6 separate regions of the Mus musculus genome follow, and all the other regions are linked to region 5. A link is a contact called in public HiChIP or PLAC-seq and promoter capture Hi-C data. All regions are on one chromosome and are shown on one strand. The core of a region is the stretch at or near the end of the contact, and the rest is flanking DNA. Distances in the headings are between cores, read along the strand shown. Region 1 overlaps Gm34282 (a long non-coding RNA gene). Region 2 overlaps Gm34282 (a long non-coding RNA gene). Region 3 overlaps Sox6 (SRY (sex determining region Y)-box 6). Region 4 has its middle 96 kb from the start of Gm45999. Region 5 holds the start of Sox6os (SRY (sex determining region Y)-box 6, opposite strand). Region 6 has its middle 120 kb from the start of Gm34282.

What was found. Promoter capture Hi-C pulls out the DNA fragments that hold promoters and counts their contacts. HiChIP or PLAC-seq counts read pairs in DNA pulled down with a chosen protein or histone mark.
Region 1: an H3K27ac HiChIP or PLAC-seq map of neural progenitor cells shows a contact between it and region 5, with 15 times the contacts expected there. The contact joins the enhancer-like site here to the promoter of Sox6os in region 5. A contact is called at or near these places in 18 of 39 promoter capture datasets (the 3T3-L1 cell line, the C10 cell line, the HPC-7 cell line and 10 more), 1 of 484 Hi-C or Micro-C datasets (cortical neurons), 20 of 115 datasets of contacts at active chromatin or transcription factors (SST interneurons, astrocytes, bone marrow-derived macrophages and 15 more) and 4 of 9 other capture datasets (adipose tissue, embryonic stem cells, liver and 1 more).
Region 2: a contact with region 5 is called in a promoter capture Hi-C map of second pharyngeal arch cranial neural crest. The contact joins the enhancer-like site here to the promoter of Sox6os in region 5. A contact is called at or near these places in 19 of 39 promoter capture datasets (the 3T3-L1 cell line, the C10 cell line, the HPC-7 cell line and 11 more), 2 of 484 Hi-C or Micro-C datasets (epidermal suprabasal cells and uterus), 15 of 115 datasets of contacts at active chromatin or transcription factors (SST interneurons, bone marrow-derived macrophages, craniofacial prominence and 11 more) and 4 of 9 other capture datasets (adipose tissue, embryonic stem cells, embryonic trunk and 1 more).
Region 3: an H3K4me3 HiChIP or PLAC-seq map of embryonic limb bud shows a contact between it and region 5, with 4 times the contacts expected there. The contact joins the enhancer-like site here to the promoter of Sox6os in region 5. A contact is called at or near these places in 20 of 39 promoter capture datasets (the 3T3-L1 cell line, 3T3-L1-derived adipocytes, the C10 cell line and 12 more), 1 of 15 datasets of contacts at CTCF or cohesin (pro-B cells), 9 of 484 Hi-C or Micro-C datasets (the G1E-ER4 cell line, the N1E-115 cell line, cortical neurons and 4 more), 27 of 115 datasets of contacts at active chromatin or transcription factors (SST interneurons, astrocytes, cardiomyocytes and 19 more) and 4 of 9 other capture datasets (adipose tissue, embryonic stem cells, liver and 1 more).
Region 4: a contact with region 5 is called in an H3K27ac HiChIP or PLAC-seq map of SST interneurons, with 6 times the contacts expected there. The contact joins the enhancer-like site here to the promoter of Sox6os in region 5. A contact is called at or near these places in 22 of 39 promoter capture datasets (the 3T3-L1 cell line, 3T3-L1-derived adipocytes, the HPC-7 cell line and 14 more), 4 of 484 Hi-C or Micro-C datasets (the N1E-115 cell line, Sertoli cells, muscle stem cells and 1 more), 17 of 115 datasets of contacts at active chromatin or transcription factors (SST interneurons, bone marrow-derived macrophages, craniofacial prominence and 12 more) and 3 of 9 other capture datasets (adipose tissue, embryonic stem cells and liver).
Region 6: a contact with region 5 is called in an H3K4me3 HiChIP or PLAC-seq map of embryonic limb bud, with 6 times the contacts expected there. The contact joins the enhancer-like site here to the promoter of Sox6os in region 5. A contact is called at or near these places in 12 of 39 promoter capture datasets (the HPC-7 cell line, HPC-7-derived erythroid cells, cranial neural crest and 8 more), 19 of 115 datasets of contacts at active chromatin or transcription factors (SST interneurons, T-cell acute lymphoblastic leukemia, craniofacial prominence and 13 more) and 2 of 9 other capture datasets (macrophages and pancreatic islet).

What each region holds. Positions count from the first base shown.
Region 1 is chr7:115,133,916-115,136,960 of GRCm38.p6, forward strand. It overlaps Gm34282 (a long non-coding RNA gene), which reads left to right. Exons shown (of 4, transcript XR_869888.2): 2 at 643-784. Among named protein-coding and RNA genes, the nearest start is that of Gm34282, 3.0 kb to the left of the region's middle. Within about 2 kb of position 1,461, at least 17 of the 459 cell types and tissues checked have an H3K27ac peak or open chromatin away from gene starts, as enhancers often do. A contact at or near this core is called in neural progenitor cells and neural stem cells, where this site is marked.
Region 2 is chr7:115,152,424-115,155,772 of GRCm38.p6, forward strand. All of the region lies in intron 2 of Gm34282 (a long non-coding RNA gene), which reads left to right. Among named protein-coding and RNA genes, the nearest start is that of Gm34282, 22 kb to the left of the region's middle. Within about 2 kb of position 1,693, at least 10 of the 459 cell types and tissues checked have an H3K27ac peak or open chromatin away from gene starts, as enhancers often do. A contact at or near this core is called in embryonic limb bud and second pharyngeal arch cranial neural crest, where this site is marked.
Region 3 is chr7:115,508,677-115,512,001 of GRCm38.p6, forward strand. The region is part of intron 13 of Sox6 (SRY (sex determining region Y)-box 6); the gene reads right to left. It overlaps Gm51455 (a long non-coding RNA gene), which reads left to right. Exons shown (of 3, transcript XR_003946667.1): 2 at 1,425-1,546. Among named protein-coding and RNA genes, the nearest start is that of Gm51455, 13 kb to the left of the region's middle. Within about 2 kb of position 1,590, at least 13 of the 459 cell types and tissues checked have an H3K27ac peak or open chromatin away from gene starts, as enhancers often do. A contact at or near this core is called in craniofacial prominence and embryonic limb bud, where this site is marked.
Region 4 is chr7:115,300,600-115,303,669 of GRCm38.p6, forward strand. No RefSeq gene overlaps it. Among named protein-coding and RNA genes, the nearest start is that of Gm45999, 96 kb to the right of the region's middle. Within about 2 kb of position 1,787, at least 7 of the 459 cell types and tissues checked have an H3K27ac peak or open chromatin away from gene starts, as enhancers often do. A contact at or near this core is called in SST interneurons and muscle stem cells, where this site is marked.
Region 5 is chr7:116,030,457-116,033,379 of GRCm38.p6, forward strand. It overlaps Sox6os (SRY (sex determining region Y)-box 6, opposite strand), which reads left to right and starts at 1,523. Exons shown (of 2, transcript NR_152104.1): 1 at 1,523-1,711; 2 at 1,864-2,094. The region is part of intron 1 of Sox6 (SRY (sex determining region Y)-box 6); the gene reads right to left.
Region 6 is chr7:115,250,424-115,253,591 of GRCm38.p6, forward strand. No RefSeq gene overlaps it. Among named protein-coding and RNA genes, the nearest start is that of Gm34282, 120 kb to the left of the region's middle. Within about 2 kb of position 1,763, at least 16 of the 459 cell types and tissues checked have an H3K27ac peak or open chromatin away from gene starts, as enhancers often do. A contact at or near this core is called in craniofacial prominence and embryonic limb bud, where this site is marked.

The sequences.
Region 1 (3,045 bases), core at 211-2,710, 900 kb before region 5:
TGGAGCCTGGTTTTGTCATGTCTAGCTTGTTAACTATCCTTGAATGGTCTCAACTACAAATGGGAAAGAATGCTTTCTAGTTAAGGCCATTGTGATGTTTCAATGAATGAATGCACTGAAAATACTAGTATTAGCAAATGTTTGGCAATCAGAACCCAATAAGCTCCAGCTACATATTGTGACATTGAGTTGTGGGAAAGTAACTTAGTGGTAGTAATTTTGTGGTTATGATGGGGTGTGGATAGTAACAGTGACATTGGTGGCGGTCACAGTACTGTGGGAGCAGTAGGGGTGGCACTTGTAGTAATAACATTATGGAGTGGCTTTAGTAGGTACACATTGCAGAGTGGTAACAGCAGTCATGGTGGTAATGTTAGGAGGCTCCACCACTCATTATCTTAGGAAAGTTTCGGTACCTTATCTTAAGTGGAAACGGGGCAAATGATAACTCTCTCCAGCTGTGATGATGTTAACAAATAATCCAATTCCACAGACATCCACTGAGCGTGCTGAACATATGTGAAATTGCCTATAGCCCAGAGTCTGTGGAGTGGAATGTAAAAACTGTTAGTGAAGTTTAAATTTGAAGTCCCTCATGGGTTAAGTAACCAGGTGTTTCCCTCCATGATTCTTCCTTTGCAGACAAAGCAATGACCTTGTAGAGGAAGGAAGGCAGACTGCCCGAGTGTACTCTGGAGAGGATGAACCAAGGTTAGGGACCTCATTGTCACTTTCCTTCTGGATTCTTGAGAGTGGCACCAAGGTTGGCATGCCAGGTGTTTAAGTAAGTAATCTGTTTGTCTATTTTTGTTGAATGCAGTGAGAAATGGCGCTGGGGTACCTGAGTGAAAGATCAGAAGACCTAGAAGGTTCTCTCTCACAGATGAAGATAATGAGACTTTGCTTATGTGTCTTCCTTCAGGACAAGAAGAAAAGACCCTGTCCTTGAACGCACGTGCACACGTGTGTGTGTGTGTGTGTGTGTGTGTGTGTGTGTGTGTGTAGCAGGGGTGCTGCTTAAATTGAAGAGCATTGGTATTTCCCTTGTAAGTGTAAGAGTCTATTGTGTGGCAGGCTCTCTCTGTTTTCACTCTACACAGCTCAACAGGCCCAGGGTGTCTGTGAGTGGGAATTTATTTTGGCAGCTCATGTGGAAGGGAAGCCAAGGGCCTGAGGCGCTGCAGTTAAACACCACATGTTAATCTCCATGTATTTTGCGTAATCCCAGTAAACATTTTGATCTCAGCATAGGGTAATCCAAAACCAAGCAGCTCCCAAGGGAGGCTTGTCCTTGAGGAGGCTCAGTCCTGAAGGAGCCTGCATTGGATATGAAAGAAAGTGGCAATCTAGTCATACTAGGAAGTCCATTCCAGCCACCACATTAGAATGTCCTCTGGCTAGAGTGACCATGACAACCACAGAATAGCAACACCATGGTAAAGGAGGAAGGGTTTGGCTTGGCTTAGAGCTTAAGAATGAATAGAGTCCGTCCTGTTAGAGAAGTGTGGGGCAGCTGGTCTCAGTGCTAGTCTCATTGAGTCTGCAGTCAAACAAAGAACAGATAATAGTGAGCTTGAGCTATAAAGCCTCCAGGCCCACCCCTGCAACTCACTTTCTCCAGTAAGGCTTCATCTTCCAAAAGTCCCACAATTTCCCCCAAACAGTGCCACTAACTAGGGGCTGAGTGCTGAAATACATGAGTGTATGCAGAGCATTTTCCATCCAAACCATATAAGCTATATTAGTATGTGCAGAATGATGGCACCTGCCAAAGCCTATAGGATAGGGTGGCTGACTTGCCCTTGGAAACCTAGGAACATGGATGCAATGGCCTGCATGTGCTCTTGCAATTCATTTGTTGGAGATGTAACTCTAATGCAACTGGGGCTTAGTGGAAGGGGTTTGGGTCAAGGCTAAAACTTTCCATGGGCATGTCAATGCCACCATGAGAATGGCTTCCTTGAAGGGGTGTGTGCTCTCTTGCCCTTCTGCTATAGGAGGACTGAAATCTCATCTCTTCTTCCTCTGGCATCTCTCATTAGGTAAGGGCCTAGCAAGAATTCCATGTGCTATTTATTACCTTCATTTCGAACTTCCCAGCTTCTAGCATAGTCAGGAAAATCCCTGGTCTTCATCAGTTCCTAGCCTGAAGCATTCTATTATGGAAGCAAAAAGATGAAGAGTGTAGTCAATAGGAAAGCAAAATGTGCTGAGGCAGCCACTGAGGGTATGGTGACAAGGCCCTGTTCTGCTGGGATCTCCTAGAGCTGGATCATGAAGGCAGGGGTTCAGAGAGAAACCTCCATAGAAGAAGAAAAAGGTTGCCAACTTGCACTTTTGGACCAAAACCCAAAGGCCATGTGACAAAATGGGCTCTGGGAGCTCTGAGAAGAGAATTATAGAATGCTAACATACTGGTGATTAGTGCAGCTTGCATATCCACATCCTCCATGCTGCTCTGTCCTCTCCATGTCCATAGACCATGAGAGGAGCTAGCATTCTGGATGAAGTGAGGTTCTTAGCAGGTAGGCACAGGCTTAGCTCAGATAGGAGTATATGTCCATATGTATGCATGTATTTAACATTCACCTCAAAACTCTGTTAATTTTCACCTAGCTCCCCTCTGTAACCTCTTACTGTCCCCATGTGCACATACACGCACCTATGCACATATACACATTTCCATGCACACCTATACACATGCTCGTCCACCATGCCTTCCTTCCTTTCAGAGATGGGAAAAGTGAGTTTGTCATAGCGGATTGACAAGTGAACATCGACAGAGCTGGACTGTAAAATCCATCTCTCTCTCTCTCTAGAGCCTCTGTTCGTTATGCTCTACACGCTGTCTCCCACACTCAGACACTCTTCTTTCTTAATGTTTCGAGAGCATGGCACTTCCAAATCATCTGTATTTTTGCTGGGATGATTTTCACTTGTATCCAGCAGACCAAGAGTGATGTGAGCCTGTGCAGTAATCATCCAGGACTCCAGATAAAGGAGAGGCTGTTACCATGGCTGGCAAGAAGTCACAGAAGAGGATTA
Region 2 (3,349 bases), core at 443-2,942, 880 kb before region 5:
TGGATAAGGGAGGACTCAGCCCATTGCAAGTAGTGTCATCCCTGGGCTGGTGGCCCTGGGTTCTATAAGAAAGCAAGCTGAGCAAGCCTTGAGAAGCAAGCCAAAGAGAAGCATCCCTCCATGACCTCTGTCTTAGCTCCTGCTTCCAGATTCCTGCCCTGTTTGAGTTCTTGCTCTTACCTCTTTTGATGATGAACTATTACATAGAATTGTGCGTGAAGTAAACCCTTTCCTTCCCAAGTTGCTTTGGTCATGGTGTTTCAAAACAGCAATAGAAACCCTAACTAAGACACTAAGAAAGAAAATAACAACACATGTCATCAAGGATGGGAGAGGAAGAAGACTCCAACTTTGCCAGTAGGGGTACAAATCAGTGCAGCCACTATGGAAATCAGTGTGGGTTTCCCCCAAAAAAACTAAAAGTGGAATCAGTCATATGACCCAGCTGTGAGAATCCTTTATATAGCTTTGGTAATCGAAGTCATCATGTCACAGAGATGCCTGTACACCCAGGCTTACTGCAGCACTGCCCACAATAGCCAAGTTCTTGAACCAGTTTATGTGTCTATTAACAGAAGACTGGATAAAGAAAATGTGGGAAATCACATCACATAACTTAGAAGGGTCAGGGACCTCACAGAAAGCTACAAGATTCTTTTTTTCTGTTGAATTCATCCTTAATTTACAGAGAACCTGGGTCCAGAGAAAAGTCAGATATCCCCATCATACCTAATGGTGCAACCAGTACCTTTCAAATGGAGAGTCTTCCAGTTCTCAGAACCAATGCCTGGGGAAAGTGGGTACCTAGGATCCCATTGGCCGTGTGACTTTGTACTTATGTTTGGGGAAACAGAAGTGCTCTGGACTTGCAGCACTGTCTGATGCATAGTACAGACATCCAAGTCACCTCAAAAAAAATGACCATATACCATGCTGAAAGACACTTGCTCTCAATACCCATTTCTAGTGCCTGCCTAGAACTTCTCATGTGGACTGCTTGTCTACAGAGTACCATGGATATGTGGCTGGCTATCAAGTCCAAGGTTAGACATGTGGGTTCCAGATGTGCACAAGATCACTTTCAGCTGTGTTTTTGCCAGCTGTAGAAGTACCACATGGCAATTATAAGCCACCAAACATCTGGAAAACAGATCCCACAAGAGAAGAAACTCTTAAGCAAGGTGACCATTTAGATGACAGTCACAATGTTCATGATGAATCCAAGTGAATGCTGGGAACAGAATTCTGACCAATATAGTCAAGAAATAGCTACAGAGTGCCTGCTTTGTGGGATTCTAGAGAACTAGTGAAAACAAGACAGACTAAAGTATGCTGGGGAGGATGAGGGTGACTGTGGTCCCCAAAGCATCCTTCTAGAAAGACCAGTGGGGAAAGCATTCAATATTAAAGCCATAATTGTTACCATTGCTTTGCATTGAATATTGTTCTCCCTACTTCCCTAACCTCAGCTTGCCCAGTCAACTCCACCTACACTGGCTTCTTTATACCCCTAGAACATACTAAATATGCTTCTGTCTCATGACCTTTGTGCCCCATAGTCTCTAGTGTCAGGTTACACAGGAGCTCTTTGTTCTTTGCCTTTACCCTCCATCCTCCCCCATCTGTGCCCACCCCCCCCCCCGCCCCCGCTCACTACTGAATAGCTAAACTTTCAGGAGCAAGTTAGATATGCAATCTCATTCTACCTTTCCCACAATTCCGTATTCATTGCTTATGCTTAGCTCAAGCATCAGACCCAGCCTGCAAGGCAGAAAACAGACAAGCCATGTACTGGCCTCGAATGTCCCAACCAGCATGGATGATTGGCTTCTCCTCCCAGCCCTGAAGGAGCTAGCCACTTTTCAGACATATCCCAGGCAGCAGGCCTGCTCTGTGACACTGTCAAGAAGTAAGGAGCCTGGGAAAAGTCACAGACATAAGCAAGATTAATCATGTGACCTCTTAAGGGCACTTGGAGCTGTGGAACAGAGAACTGCCAATGGTCCAGGCCTTGTCCTGATAAGAGATGGTAAAAGAATTCTAAGAGATGTTTTGGTGGAGTACTCAGGGAAAGCAAAGGCTAAACACACTAGAGGATTCACTGGAGAAGGAGGAAAGAATGCTAGAAGACTCACTCCTGAGCATGGAGCCAGCTCTGTATTTCTTTTTAACCCAAAAGCCCAGATACTTACCTTTCTTCTGGATGCTGGTGCTGCTAATACTAGGGATGCTGGAAGAGGTAGGAGAGCTTGGTTCCCAGACCATAGGTACCTACACACACAGAAAGACTGTGGGCATCAGTATCCTGTTTAGAAACAAGGAATGGAACAAGGGACAGGGTGTGGGGTTCTGATGACAAAGTCAGGCATCGCCTGTCATTCTGAAGCAGTGTGTTCCTAGGGATGTTTTGGAGAGGGAGGCTCCTGTGCAGGCTATGAGATGTAATATGATTTCACAGTGAAAACCCCAGAAGAATATTCTAGGCAGAGACATAAATAGAGATAACCGAGATGTACTGGCTGGTTTTGTGTGTCAACTTTACACAGGCTGAAGTTATCACAGAGAAAGGAACTTCAGTTGGGGAAGTACCTCCATGAGATCCAGCTGTGGGGCATTTTCTCAATTAGTGATCAAGGGGGGAGGGCCCCATCTCTGGGCTGGTAGTCTTGAGTTCTATAAGAAAGCAAGCTGAGCAAGCCATGGGAAGCAAGCCAGTAAGTAACATCCTTCTATAGCCCCTGTACCAGCTCCTGCTTCCTGACCTGCTTGAGTTCCAGTCCCGACTTCATTTGGTGATGAACAGCCACGTGGAAGTGTAAGCTGAATAACACCCCCCCCCCCAAACTTGCTTTTTGGTCATGATGTTGTGCAGAAATAGAAACCCCGACTAAGACACGAGATTTGCTCATATTATTGCTCTTGAAGATCAGCTATGGGCATTGAAAAGACATGTGATCACAGTGGACATTGGAAAGACATGTGCAGTCTGAAATAGGAGGGGCCCAAGAATAAGGGAGCAGATTGGTTCTACAGGCACCAGGAGCTGGTTCACCAGTGGGACAATAAACAGAATCTCAATAGAGGCAGGGTATGTGGAAGGAGTGCTAACAGGATGTCATTTTCCAAACAAAAGATGATGGGTGAGTGGTGGATTCTGTCACTAGGTATGGAATGCTGGGAAAGGTTGGCTTTTTATTCTCTTCTGCAGATATAGTCATGAACAGTGTTGGAGTCACTTGGGTATAAAAGAGCTTTGGGCATTTGGACATAACTTTTAAGCAAGAAAACTGACCAGGTGTAATCTATATTCCTCAGACAAATGAAAACCAGGGTCAGGCCATTGGGGCCT
Region 3 (3,325 bases), core at 340-2,839, 520 kb before region 5:
AACTTGGTGCGGATATATCCTTTTTCTGACCAGAAACAGACTCTGTGCTTTCCAAAGAACCTTACACCAAGCATGGAAGCGGAAGAAACTTTGGAGACAATCAAATCCAACACGCCTCCTTTAAAAGACAAAGACACTTGTGCAGGGGCATCGGGCACCAATTGCCAGTGGGTCGGTCATTGAGCAAAGGAGCTTTAATCCAAGCCTCCCAATAACCAAGCCAGGAACCTTTCTGCTGCACAATGTAACTTTGAAATCAGCAGGCCTGGGATAAGAAGGAACTCTGGCCTACAAAGAGCCCAGAAAGGGGAAACGCCACACAGAGTCTACAAACAGTCTGACAGCTGTTTGTCAGATTGTCATTTTTAATAAAAGGTCACAAAACCCAACTAACCAAACCCTCCCATTCTTATGTGTACTAAAGGAATGTTAAAATCTTGTGCGAACTCAATACAAGTCAAATCTTCATCGGCTTCTAAACATAACAGGGCCTTAACCAGGCTTCCCAAGTCCCCAGCGCCAGTGAAACCGTAGCTTTATAAATACCATGGCGAACAAGAAATGCTGTCTTGTCACATCCAAGCCAGATAACAGCTGGACTTTAAAAATAAAATTTTGAAGACATTTGCCTTTTATATTTCTAATTTCTGTTTGCCTTGCTTATGGTTTTGTCATTTGATTTTGATGAGTGGTTAATACACGGGCACAGCTGCCTTTTGGGGCGACCTTTCCCCGTTGCCTCCACGCCCGGAGTGGGAAGCAGGCCTTTAAGCTGCTTCTAAGAAATGCCATCCTTTTCATGGCTGGCAGGCACAGTCCTGGGAAGTATGTCCAGGCAGGGCCTGTCTTCTGATTGACTTACTTTTGTACTTAAGACGTCTCACAGGAGGAGTGAGACATGCAAGAAGAGGACAGCCCTTTGAGATGGCTGTTCCACAGCGAGAGGAAACTTGGAGATGACTGTGCATGCACAGAAGGAGGCATAGCTCACCTTTCAGCTCAGCCTATTTAAAAAGTTTGCTCTCTGGGTACTTGGTAGGGGAACCAAGAAATCTTACTCTTAAGGTCCTGTTCTCAGTGATGATAAGGTACCACTTGTATGCACAGACTTGCCTTTGAATCTTGTATTTCCTCACTAGATCATAAGCCCTAGCTGCTGAAGGACATCACTGTCTTAACTTCCCATGACTTAACCAGGGTCTAGTTCAGGGGACTGGCACACCACAGGCACTCAAGCAATGTTGGCTGTTTGTTTGTTTTGTTGAACCATGGGCTTAGTGGCTGTGTAAGTACACTTGGTTGTTGTTACCTTGACACTCCAGCCCTTGTCTAATCTTCATGCTGAGGGGAGTATGAAGCAGAGGAGAGAGAATACTATGTGTACATGCTAACTCTCCTGACTTTAATATGAACTGTAACTCCAGCAGGATTTGCAATCAGCGCAGTCTTGAACAGATGCCAGGAACGAAGCTGGAGTCAGCAGAAGGCTGCTGCCCATCTCAGAAGTCCTCACAAAGGCACTGCACTGCTGTCCATATTAGTTCAGGTAACTCGACTCCATTCATGAACTCACAGTCCCCCCAGAGGCACATGAGGTCTCAATGGCAACTCTGGGCAAGCTTCTGAAGGGAGGTTTTCACACGCTCCGTAAGCTCCTGGGCCACTACAACCTGTCTACTGTTACACTCATCAGCATGCTGCTCTGTGTGATGGGGAAACATGAGAACTGATGTATGGCATGACCAGCTATATTTAGGGGAAAGGAAATGGCCCATACTGAGGAAGGTCACAAGAAGCTTGTTGAGAAAACTGAAGATATTCCAATTCTCCGGCTATACAGAGGTATAGTCTGGAAGCCAGAACCTGAACCTTCCATCCAGTTTTAGTTCTATCATTACTGGCATTGAACCTATAGCAAGTTATTTAGAAATTTAAGCCTCAGTCTTTTAACCTATAAAATGGGAAAAATAATACTAGCTAGGTGTTATAGAATATAGACAGTATTTGGGAGGCTGAGGTAGGGAAATCATTAATAATAATAATAATAATAATAATAATAATAATAATAACTTCCTCAAAGAATATCTAACAATTATATGAGAAAAGGATGTGAAAATAATAGATCCTCTGGCATATAAAAAGAAAAAAAGGTAATTAGGAAAATGTACTTGGATCTAGACAATGTGCAGACTGAGTGGAATTTCCTCAACTCTTCTGTAGATTTTTCTTTGCTGTTAAGGTTTTTAATCTTTTTATAATGGCCAATAGTTCCATTCACACAATCACATCAAATTGATTAGCAGCATTACTGAGAGGCAACTCACTATAATTATAGCTAATACATAGTTAAGAAATCAAATGAAAGTGCTGGCCGAGCAAGGGTCAGATGACAGCTCCGCAACTCCTGGTCCATAGCCAAATGAACAGTCGTACCCCCCTCCCTGCCCCCCGAGTGCTGGAGATAGTCTAGCTCACTTTATAAAGCCAAAGGCTTAGGAACTCTACAGTAGGACTTCTCAGGGACACCGAGATGGGCCCGATCTAAAACACTTCTTTGCAGACTACCATGCCAACTTCCATGTCTGTGCTGGTCACCCTGTTAACCATGCCAACCATTTGTCTGGCTAGACAGAAGCATCTCAGCCCTTGCCAGTGAAAGCCTGCTGTCTGTGTGCCTATGACAATGTCAGTGTGCCCTTGATACACACTCGTCATGGAGGAGAGCAGGTAGAGTCCTGGTCTTTAAGCCTTTTAATCCCTTACTTCCTGCTCTTCTTCCTTTTCCTCAGCCCCTTTCCTTCTCTTGTCCCTTTCCCTCCTCTGTGTTGCTTCCTCTCCTGTCTCCCTCTCTATCACACAAGCACACAAGTTCATGTATATACCACTCAGAATTTATGTTGACCCTATTCACCCAGGACCACCTTCAAGAATTAGTATCTCCAACTAACACAGAAACCATGCTTTCTGGAAGCTGGGAAGCCTTGCTCCTGTCTGACACCACCCATGTCAGTGTTCATACCCGGGCTTCCAAGCTGCCAGGGGAGGTCCAGTTCTGCTGTTGCTAAGAACTATCTTTGTGTGTTTTTAAAGGATCAGGGTCCTGGGAGAAACCCTGCCAGCACATGGGGAACTAGCGAGACATTTCCCTTCAAGCTAAAAAAAGGATGTTCACTAGGATCTGCGATGCATAAAGGATCCTGTTACTCTTAAGAGAGCAAATTAATCTTCCCTGACTGGCGGGATGGATGCTGCCAAAGAAACAGCTAACGGGAAAGCCGGTCCCCACTCTGTGATGACACAGTAAATAACCAGGCCACACTGCTGG
Region 4 (3,070 bases), core at 537-3,036, 730 kb before region 5:
CTACAAAGCAGACATTTTTCTCTTTAAAGTAAACACTGGGGCTGCCTATGCTCCCATAGAATCCTTGAAGGCAAACTCTCCCAAGCGACTTGGCAGCAGGGGACAGGAGGTAGGCCTCTGCTCCAGGGAAACTTGTCTAATATTGCCAGACTTCTTTCTTAAGGTATCTTCACTTCCACCTCCACCCCCTCAGCCTGGCATTGACACTGCCTGTGTGTGTGATCGTTTCTGCTCTGAGTCTTGATTGCATCATGCAGGTATGGGTGCTGCTCTACTGACCTCCAACCCAGCACTCTGTACCACTGCTTCATTGATGAGTTAACGGTACAAAGAAGAATATCTTGAACCCCACGGTGGCTGGACTGTTTCCAGAGTAAAATGAAACAGAAGGCAAAAGAGAAGTGTGATGAGCAAAGGAAGAATCTTTGGGAGAGTTTCTTTAAGTGTGTCTCAGTAAGTTCCATTTCAAATGGAGCCATTTGGGCAGCAGATAGTTTCATGCTTAAATACGTTAAAGTTGAGTATAACATGAAAGGTTTTTGGTGGGTTTTCTTGGAGCCTTGGGTGTGCCAGCATGCATGTTAAATTGTCAAAAAGGTCATAGAGTAAATAGTTTACCCTACATCAGTTCTTGCCTGGCTTTTCTGGGTCTAGGGGGACCACAAAATAACTTTGCAGAAACGCTATCTACACAGACAAGGGTAAAACCTCCAAACATGATAATGCTTGCGTAGATACCATGGGATAGGTCACAGAGATCAGTGGCCTTCCCTAGGCTAGATGACTGAAGTCTTCCAGAGAATAGAAAGACTCTCTAGGTTACATGGCAGCTTGGTTGGACTAGCCTGTCAGATACAGGAAAGGTCTGGTTGTGTATATGACTTGTACGGTCACACTAGATCCTCTCAGGAGCCTAAGCCTTGCCACTCTTACAAATGTGCACGGCATCCTATCATCTGTGTCAGAAGGCCTTACTGGAAGATCCAGCTTCTTGATAGTGCATATGATGTTATTATCTGTAAACATGTTGAACCATGTTCATATCTGTGATGAAATGCACAAGGTCTGTGCTCTGAAAGTTGTACATACATGGTAGGACCACAGATGCTTGGCAGTGGGTTTGTGTAGATAAGATAGGAGCCCTTGTGATGATCCCCTGAGTTGTGGAGATGAAGGGTACAATCTGAAAGCTGTGCACAGTGTACCTTACATCAAAGAGTTTAAGATCTCAAAGTCTCATCCTGTCTTTTTAGCACCTAGCCAAAAGGCAGCCACAATCCAAGCCTGCCAATGGGCAGGTCAGAGAACCCTGTCCAAGTCAGCCAGACTCTCTCCCGTGTCTCATCTGCACAGCGACTCATGAACTTTGTCAGTTCCCCTAACTGACTGTGACTGCTTCGTTTTCAAAATATCAGTCGGCCTGTTCGAGTAATTTTATACTTAAATTATTTAAATGCAATCTATCTATTGAAGCGATTTCCCCTGCACTGGAGAAGTGTTTTCTTTTTTAGGAACTGAAGCATGATAAATAAATGAATAAAGACTTGTAGCTGTGTGTCTCTCCTGAAGAAGCACTTCAGCGGCGAGTCCCTCCTGCCAGAGATCTTGGAACTCATAATATTCCCTGTGGCTCTGCTGCTCAGCATTAAAAATAACCAAAGACCCGAGTCACAGTTATTTTTTTTCCTTCCTAGACACGAAACACATTTTATGCCACAATGACTGGGACATCACGGGGACAGTGCAGAGCTTGCTAATGTTCTCTGCTGCCTCTCTCCCCAGGCCTGTAAGCAGTTAGAATGGCTTAGCGATGATCACAAACGCTGTCCCATTTGGAAAGCTCTTCTTCAAGACAGCACGGATTAAAATTCATGAAAGGCGGCTTGCTTGCATAAATAAATTAAAAGATGCAAAACTAAAGTTTAAACACCCATACACAACTAGCATTTTGCAAACACCATATGCACCACAGTTCTCAATTCGGGGCTGTCATGCAAGGAGGAAGGAAGGAGGCCTCATTGGGGTTGAAAGCATAAAATCGGGAGTACCATGAGCACCTTTGGCACAGAGGCAGCTCGGCAGCAAAGTGTAAACTAATTGATTTGAACCTTGTCTAAATGGGTATGGATTTTAGAGGCACTTGCTGATGTCTGGAGCATGCTGTAGACTCAGAGAGAAAAACACAGCATGCTAGGTTCAACTCTGAGTTTTTGGCTGTCTTTGCTAAACTATGGCCTATGGCTGACTCCAATCCCACCCCCATCCCCACCACCGTTTTTTTTCTTTTGTGAAATAATCAAAGGATGGCTAAAGAGATAGTTCAGGAAGTTAATTGTTTGCATTGCAAGCAAAAGGACACAAGGTTGCTCATTATGAACTAGATAAAGCTATGTGTGCTTTATTCTCAGTTGCTGGATGGAGGCAGGCACATAGAGATTCCCCAGGGCTTGCAAGCTGCTCAGCCTAACCTATTTGGTGAGCTCTGGGTCAGTGGATAACATTCAAAGAATGACAGCTGAGGTTTCCCTTTAACCTACACACACACACACACACACACACACACACAAACGCATGCACGTATGCTTGCACATAAACATGCATGCACGTGCATAACCAAACTCATGTGCACCTACAAACATGTATGCATAGATATAGACATGAATACCCACTAATGTACTCACACATGTGTACTTATACACACATATGCATAGATATACACATAATCATACATAAACACACTCCTACCTACACATGAACACATAAACACACAAACACACACACACAGGAGGCAAAGGAAAATGAAACTGTAACCTGAGACTGTCCTGTGGAAATGACGGCCTCTACTACTTGATCATCGGCTATTTTAGTGCAGACGCTCCTTCCCTACCTATCTCCAACTAACTAATATTTGCTGTGCTTTTATCTTGTGGTGACAACATGGAAAGAGAATGAGTTCTGGGTCAAAAGCCTCGGAGTTGAAAGTCTCGTGTGTGTACTGCTTACTGGCTGTATGACTTCTAAGGGCTCACTTCATTGATTTAAGCTTCAGTTTCTTTATTTGTCAACTTAG
Region 5 (2,923 bases), core at 273-2,772:
GTGCACACAGAGTGTTTGAGCAGATTCTCCAGGGCAGCATGTGGGTAGGATGTGGCCAGGTTTGTTCTGTTTCCCCTTTCCCCATCCAGTCTGCAACCTGCCGCTGATGTTGGGTACCTTCTCCTAACCAGCACTTGCCCCTTAGCTGAAAACTACGAAAAACTGGAGAAGGAGAAAAGGCAAAAATCAAAAGCGAGATTTCATGGTCAGTCTTCCTAGCCAGGGCCTCTCCAGGCTCTCCTGGCCGGTTAGGCTTCCCTTGGGAATCCTGTAATCCAGAGCTGAACTGAGCTACTCAAGTCAGCCAAGCCCGTGCCTATGGGCCTTGGGGATGAGGTGCTGAGTACGCAGGCTAATTATACATGTGGCATTTGGGCAGCCAACTGTCCAGTTGACACCTTACCTTATGAGGAAGCGTCCTCCCCACCAACTGTTCAAAACAAAATGCCATCTCGGGATCAGCTTCGCCTGCTCTGGGCCGGTTCAGGGTTCCCTCTCCTACCGCCTCTCGCCTCTCCAACCTAACACAAGAATGTGGCCTAGGGAGGCCAGTCGCAGGCAGGCAGGCCCGCCAGGGTTGGGGGGACAGGCGGGGCGGGCCTTGCCAGGTGTCTGTCCTGTCCCCCCTCACTGTGGACCAGCTCGGGAACGTAACCACTTGACCTTTTTATTCACCGAACCCACCTTCTAGAAATAGACTGGGCGGGGCTGTGTCTGTTCTCGGACCAGGGGGAAAACCCGGACATGTGACTACAAAGGACAGAAGAGAGGAGACCCTGGTGGGCGGGGGGAAGGGGCATTCTCTCCACTGGGTTGCTGGCTGGGCGGTTCCGTGAGGGCCAAAAGCCAAGCCACTGGAGTTCACCCTGGAGCCCAGCGTCCAGGACCGAGAAGTCACCAGAACTCCCTCTCAGACATTGAAACTGGAGGTCCGGAGCCCAATCTATTGTGCCGCTGGGACAGTTTCGGACTATCTTGAGACTGAAACTTCAAGTGCGGCCCTTACAGGAGGCAACTCGCAGAAGCAGCCTAGAACAGCCCATCTTGCTAACTAGCAGCCCTGCCAGCCCAGTAAATGACTTATTTTAGACCACAAACTGGAGTCGCTGCCGATAACTGGTCATTCACACAAACAAACATTTTCAAACTTGGTCAGAGTCAGACAAGCTTAAATAAAACTCATAATACGCCGGAAACGACCACCTTTTATCTATCCGAACACACCAATTCTTTTTATCTTAAAGCTGCGCGGACCCGGAGCCAGTCTGTCCTCCGCAGAGCCCGGCCGTTCCTTTGCATTTGCAGCAGTTCAGCCCCAGCAGCCTTTGCACAAACCCGGGTCCTTCTTCGTACTGCCCTTTAAGGGAGAAAGCCGAAAGCAGCTCCCCCGGGGCAGGCGAGCCTCGCCAACACCGCCTCCCGCCCAGGGCCCAGCCGGTGCTCCGAACATCGGCCCGCAGCGGGCAGCCAGTAGCGGGCCGGGCAGAGAGCCTAGAGGGACGAAGGTTGCGGGTCAGGCTCTGAGCCGAGGGTGCCGGCTGAAGCGCAGAGGACCTGGAAGCCGAACCCGCGCGAGCCTTACGGGGCTGTCCCTCGCCCACGCCGTCAGCGGGCCAGCCTGCGCAGCAAGCGTGCTGAGCAAAAAGGACCACCGTTGGGTTGCAAACTGCCTTGGAGTTCGGTTTGTGTACTGCTGAGAGGACCATTAAAAGTAAAGTGCAATAGTGGAGGGAGCAAGGGGAACTGGAACTCGAGCGTCCCGGGAAAGTCGTGGGAAGCCCCGGTGGTGGAGGGCGAGGAGGGAGCGCGCGGCTTCTAGCCACCCGGGTTTTCTTTAATCCTCCGGGTAAATTTCACCCCTAGCGCGGAGAGCTACGAAGATCCTGGAGTCCCGCCCGCCCTAGGCCAGCGTCAACCCCACAACTAGCCAACGATCCCAGTCCGAAATGGGGGAGGTTCAGAAGCCCTGCGGGTCCTCCCGGCCCCTGAGCCACAGCCTGGCTAACACTGACGCCTCTTAGAACTGCGGCGGCGCAGTCACACGGCAAATCGACACTTTTCAAGAAAACAAAATATTCATTCTCTAACAAAACTAACTTCGCATTGAGTTTCTATTGGGGGAGAGGGGTTAACTCGGCCCTAAAGGAAGCCCGTTTTGTCCAGGTTAGATTTTGTCTACTTATGGATCAGCCGTTGGGTGAGGGTTTAATTTATGGCTTATGCATTCTTTTAAGGTCGATTTACATGACCTCCGGCTACAACTAAGATTGCCGAAGAGGGCACTCCAGTCGTCAGTCGGCCAAACCCACAATTACAACAGCCCTCCCCCACCTTCTGTGGCTCAGACTCCCCTGGCAATCTAAACTGTTCTCTCTCTCTCTCTCTCTCTCTCTCTCTCTCTCTCCCTCTCCCCCCTCTCCCCCCTCTCCCCTCTCCCCTCTTCCCCCTCTCCCCTCTCTCCCCTCTCTCCCTCTCCCCATCCTTTCCTCCTCCACCTTTCTCTTGTTTCTTCTTTTTTATGACTTTACTTTTTGATATTATGAATAACATAAAATATCACTTTGAAAGTTTCGCTAAAACTTTCTCAAAACCCAAGCAAGCATGCCGCGATGAAAGATCCAGTGTTCACAAAGCCCTCAAGATGTTGCCCTCTTGTGGGTACAAAGGGCATTGCCATCCAAGAGCCCCATCTGAACCCTAAGCTGGAGAATAGAAAGAGCGAGGGAAAGGGAGAGAGGGGAGGAAGAGGAGAGAGAGGGGAGGGGGAGGGAGAAGGAGAGAGAGAGAGAGAGAGAGAGAGAGAGAGAGAGAGAGAGAGAGAGAGAGAGAGAGAGAGAGAGAGAGAGAAACACTAACACAACACAGTAGGCACACCAACTTCTTCCATCCCACACTTGTGCGAACTTCCATGAAATACCTACCT
Region 6 (3,168 bases), core at 513-3,012, 780 kb before region 5:
CTGTCATCAGACATTGAAGTGGCTGCTTACTAACCTTACTGATCACAATATAGCATCAATGAGTGTACTATATCCCAGATTTCCTTGTCTCTCCTCAACCCCATGGCTACCACTCACTAGGAGCTACATTGCCACCTGGTCCATCACCAACAGTTTTCAACTTGATAACCAAGTTTGGTTCTGGATCTCCACATTCTATGTTCCACACAGTAGTGAAGGCAAGCTTACCAACACATAATTTATCCACGATGTTTCTTTGCTCAGAATCTTTAGGTATCTTCCTGTGTTATTAAGAAAGAATCCCAAGTTCTGGGCCTGCTGCTATGTGGCCTGGCATCTCCTTGCTCTGTGATGTCATCTCTTGCCTTGTCCTCCCTAATTCATCACCCACTCTGTGTCACTGCCTCTCCTGTGGTCCCTTGAACACAAAGGTTAGGCCCCAGGCTCAGGTAAATCTCAACCTTTCTTCTCGGATACTTCTGGATTATTCCTTAGCCGTATTTATCGTTTTTCTGAACCCAACTTTATCTGGGAGGTCTTCCTCGGTCATTTTATTGCTGTCATTTCTTCCTAGCAATGATCATCACCTATGATAGCATATACTAACAAGTACTATTTCCTACTTATATCTACCAAATGTGACTGCATGTGCTTCTGACCACTGGTGTTACAACTCTACTACAAGTGTCTAGGAAAACACGAGTTACAGACGAATACAGAAGGAAACAAGGAAGAGCGGTTTAAAAATTATCAGAGCTTGGAGACTTTGGCAGAATCCAAGAGAACTTTCCCGGAGTAGATAGATGTGTGTGTGTGTGTGTGTGTGTGTGTGTGTGTGTGTGTGTTTTAGCAAGTATCATCTGAATAAAAAATGTTCCTGATATTCTCAGGCACATACATGCTTGGTCCCCAAGCAGTAGTGCTGTTAGGGTGGTGAGGCCTTCATGGAAGAAGTAGGTCACTGTGGGTGGGCTTTGAGATGAAAAGGCTCTCATCATTTTCCCATTTGAAATTTCCAAATTCAGGATGTGAGTTCTCAGATTTCCGTTTCTGCCACCACACCTGCTGCTTGCTGCCGTGCTGCCCCCACCACCATGGACTCTATCACTCTAGAACCATAAACCCAAATAAATCCTTCCCTCCATAAGCTGCCTTGATTTTGTTGTTTTGTCACAATAGGAAGATAATTGATGCAAAAGTATATCTCTAAGATGGGTCTGTGCCCTGACCACCTAGGTTGAGGCCAGGGGACGTGATAGAGTGGCAGTTCTCAAGGTTAGATATAAGCTCTGGGAAGGCAGAGATGCTTATGTGCCCTACTTCTGCTTCGGCCAGTCATAATAGGAATTATTGCCTAACCCACCACAAAGGGAACAGGAAGATGGGTTGTAGTGGCTTGGGACATCTGGCCATAAGGTTTCAGAGCCACTGAATTTACCACAGAGTCTGGAAGTATAACATAGTATAGGTGTGTGTCCAATCTTTTGACATGACCCAACAGTGTGATCTACAAAGTTTCTGCTCAAGAAACATGCATTAAGTTGACTGTGCCCCAAAAGGATTTAAAAAAGGATCCTATAATATTTTAAGTGAGTTTATAGTTTCATGTTGGCCAGATTCATAGTTCTCCATGGACATTCCCACATGCCATAGTTTGAATGCACTTTAATACAAAAGTACAAAAGCCATAAGATGGTCTGTGGAAAACAGTAACTGAGGGTGGCTAGTACTCTGGCTGTCAGTGTACAATTACATTCCACCCACTTCCTCCTTTCCTCAGCTGTCAGCCTATCCACTCCATCCCATAGCTTAATGTCATGTAGCCCTCCATACACAGAGCTCTGATGGGAAGAAGGAAAAAGAGGAAGAGCCCCCTTGTTAGTCTTTGGATCAGAAATATACCCCTATAGGTTCATGTTTGAAAGCTGGAGCTTGGAGCCCTACTTGAAGCCTTTAGAAGGTAGGGCTTAGCTGGTGGTGATAGGCATAGGTCACTAGGCACCAGATTTTTGGTTTCCAGTCTAGCTTTTTCTGCTCCTGGTCTATGCCTTGTGATTACGTACTGCCACATATTTCAGCCTCTGCAGACAGAGGGGCCTCTGCTAGCATGCTTTCCCTGCCATGAAGAATCAAATTCCGTCTAACACTGTAAGCCAGGGTAAATCTTTCCTCTGTTCTGTTTCTGTTAGGTGTTGTGTTACAGCAGCAGGAAATTTAATGCACCCTGAACCAAGATTCTGTTCCTTTCAACAATGGGCTTCTCAAGTTCCTAAAAGACAAACTGGTGGGTGCAGAAATCACACTGGCTCCCTAAAACCACTACAATGGGGTGTTAACTCATGAATCTGTCTCAACTTCCAGCAGTCTACCCAAGGGATTACAGGGACCTCTCTAGAATATGGATATGATAATTAATAAGAATCCAGGCTTTCAAGTGTGCAGAGGTGAATGCACACCCTGATTCTCCCATATACCAACTATGTGACTTTGTTGTGAACTCTGAGAGCATCTTTGTCCTTGCTCTGTTAGAAATGGAATACCCCCATGGTTACCTTACCAGATGCCACTGGGACCCAATGGGATGACACAGGCCCTGGCCCCAGTGGGAACTGCTGTTAATTTTCCAGTGCCTCTTGCCTTTTCCTTGGCTTCAAAGATAGTTTTTTTCCACCCAAATCAGAACCAGAAACCTCCGCCTAGCAGCACACTTTCTGAGGCCTGGGCTGAGATGTCTCCTGTGTCCTCTCACAGAGGAGTTTAAATTTTACAATGCCATGTTTCAGTTCCCCAAGTTCAGCCCATGTGGCTGATGGTCATGTCCACGTTTTCTAAGCTAAAGGGCTGCCCCTTTATCCCTGGGTTCCCTTCTATCCTTGAGTTTCCTGAACCCTGAGAGGGCTCAAAGGATAAATAGAGGCTCTTCTTATAGGCAGTGGGTCAGGGAAGTGTCAGTGTTGAGGCTGAGGGAGAGATGGGCTTGCAGTTCTTCCCATGGTTGCTGTGAGTGTCTTCTACCTTGATTCATAAGCCCTCAGCAGCACAGCATCCCAGCAGGCTGGGGGACAGGGTTTCCACGTCATCTTTCATCTTAGCTCATGGTGTTTGTCCCTTTGATCCTTGAGCAGATCAAACAAAGCTCACTAATCAATGGCTTCCTCCTTGCCTTTC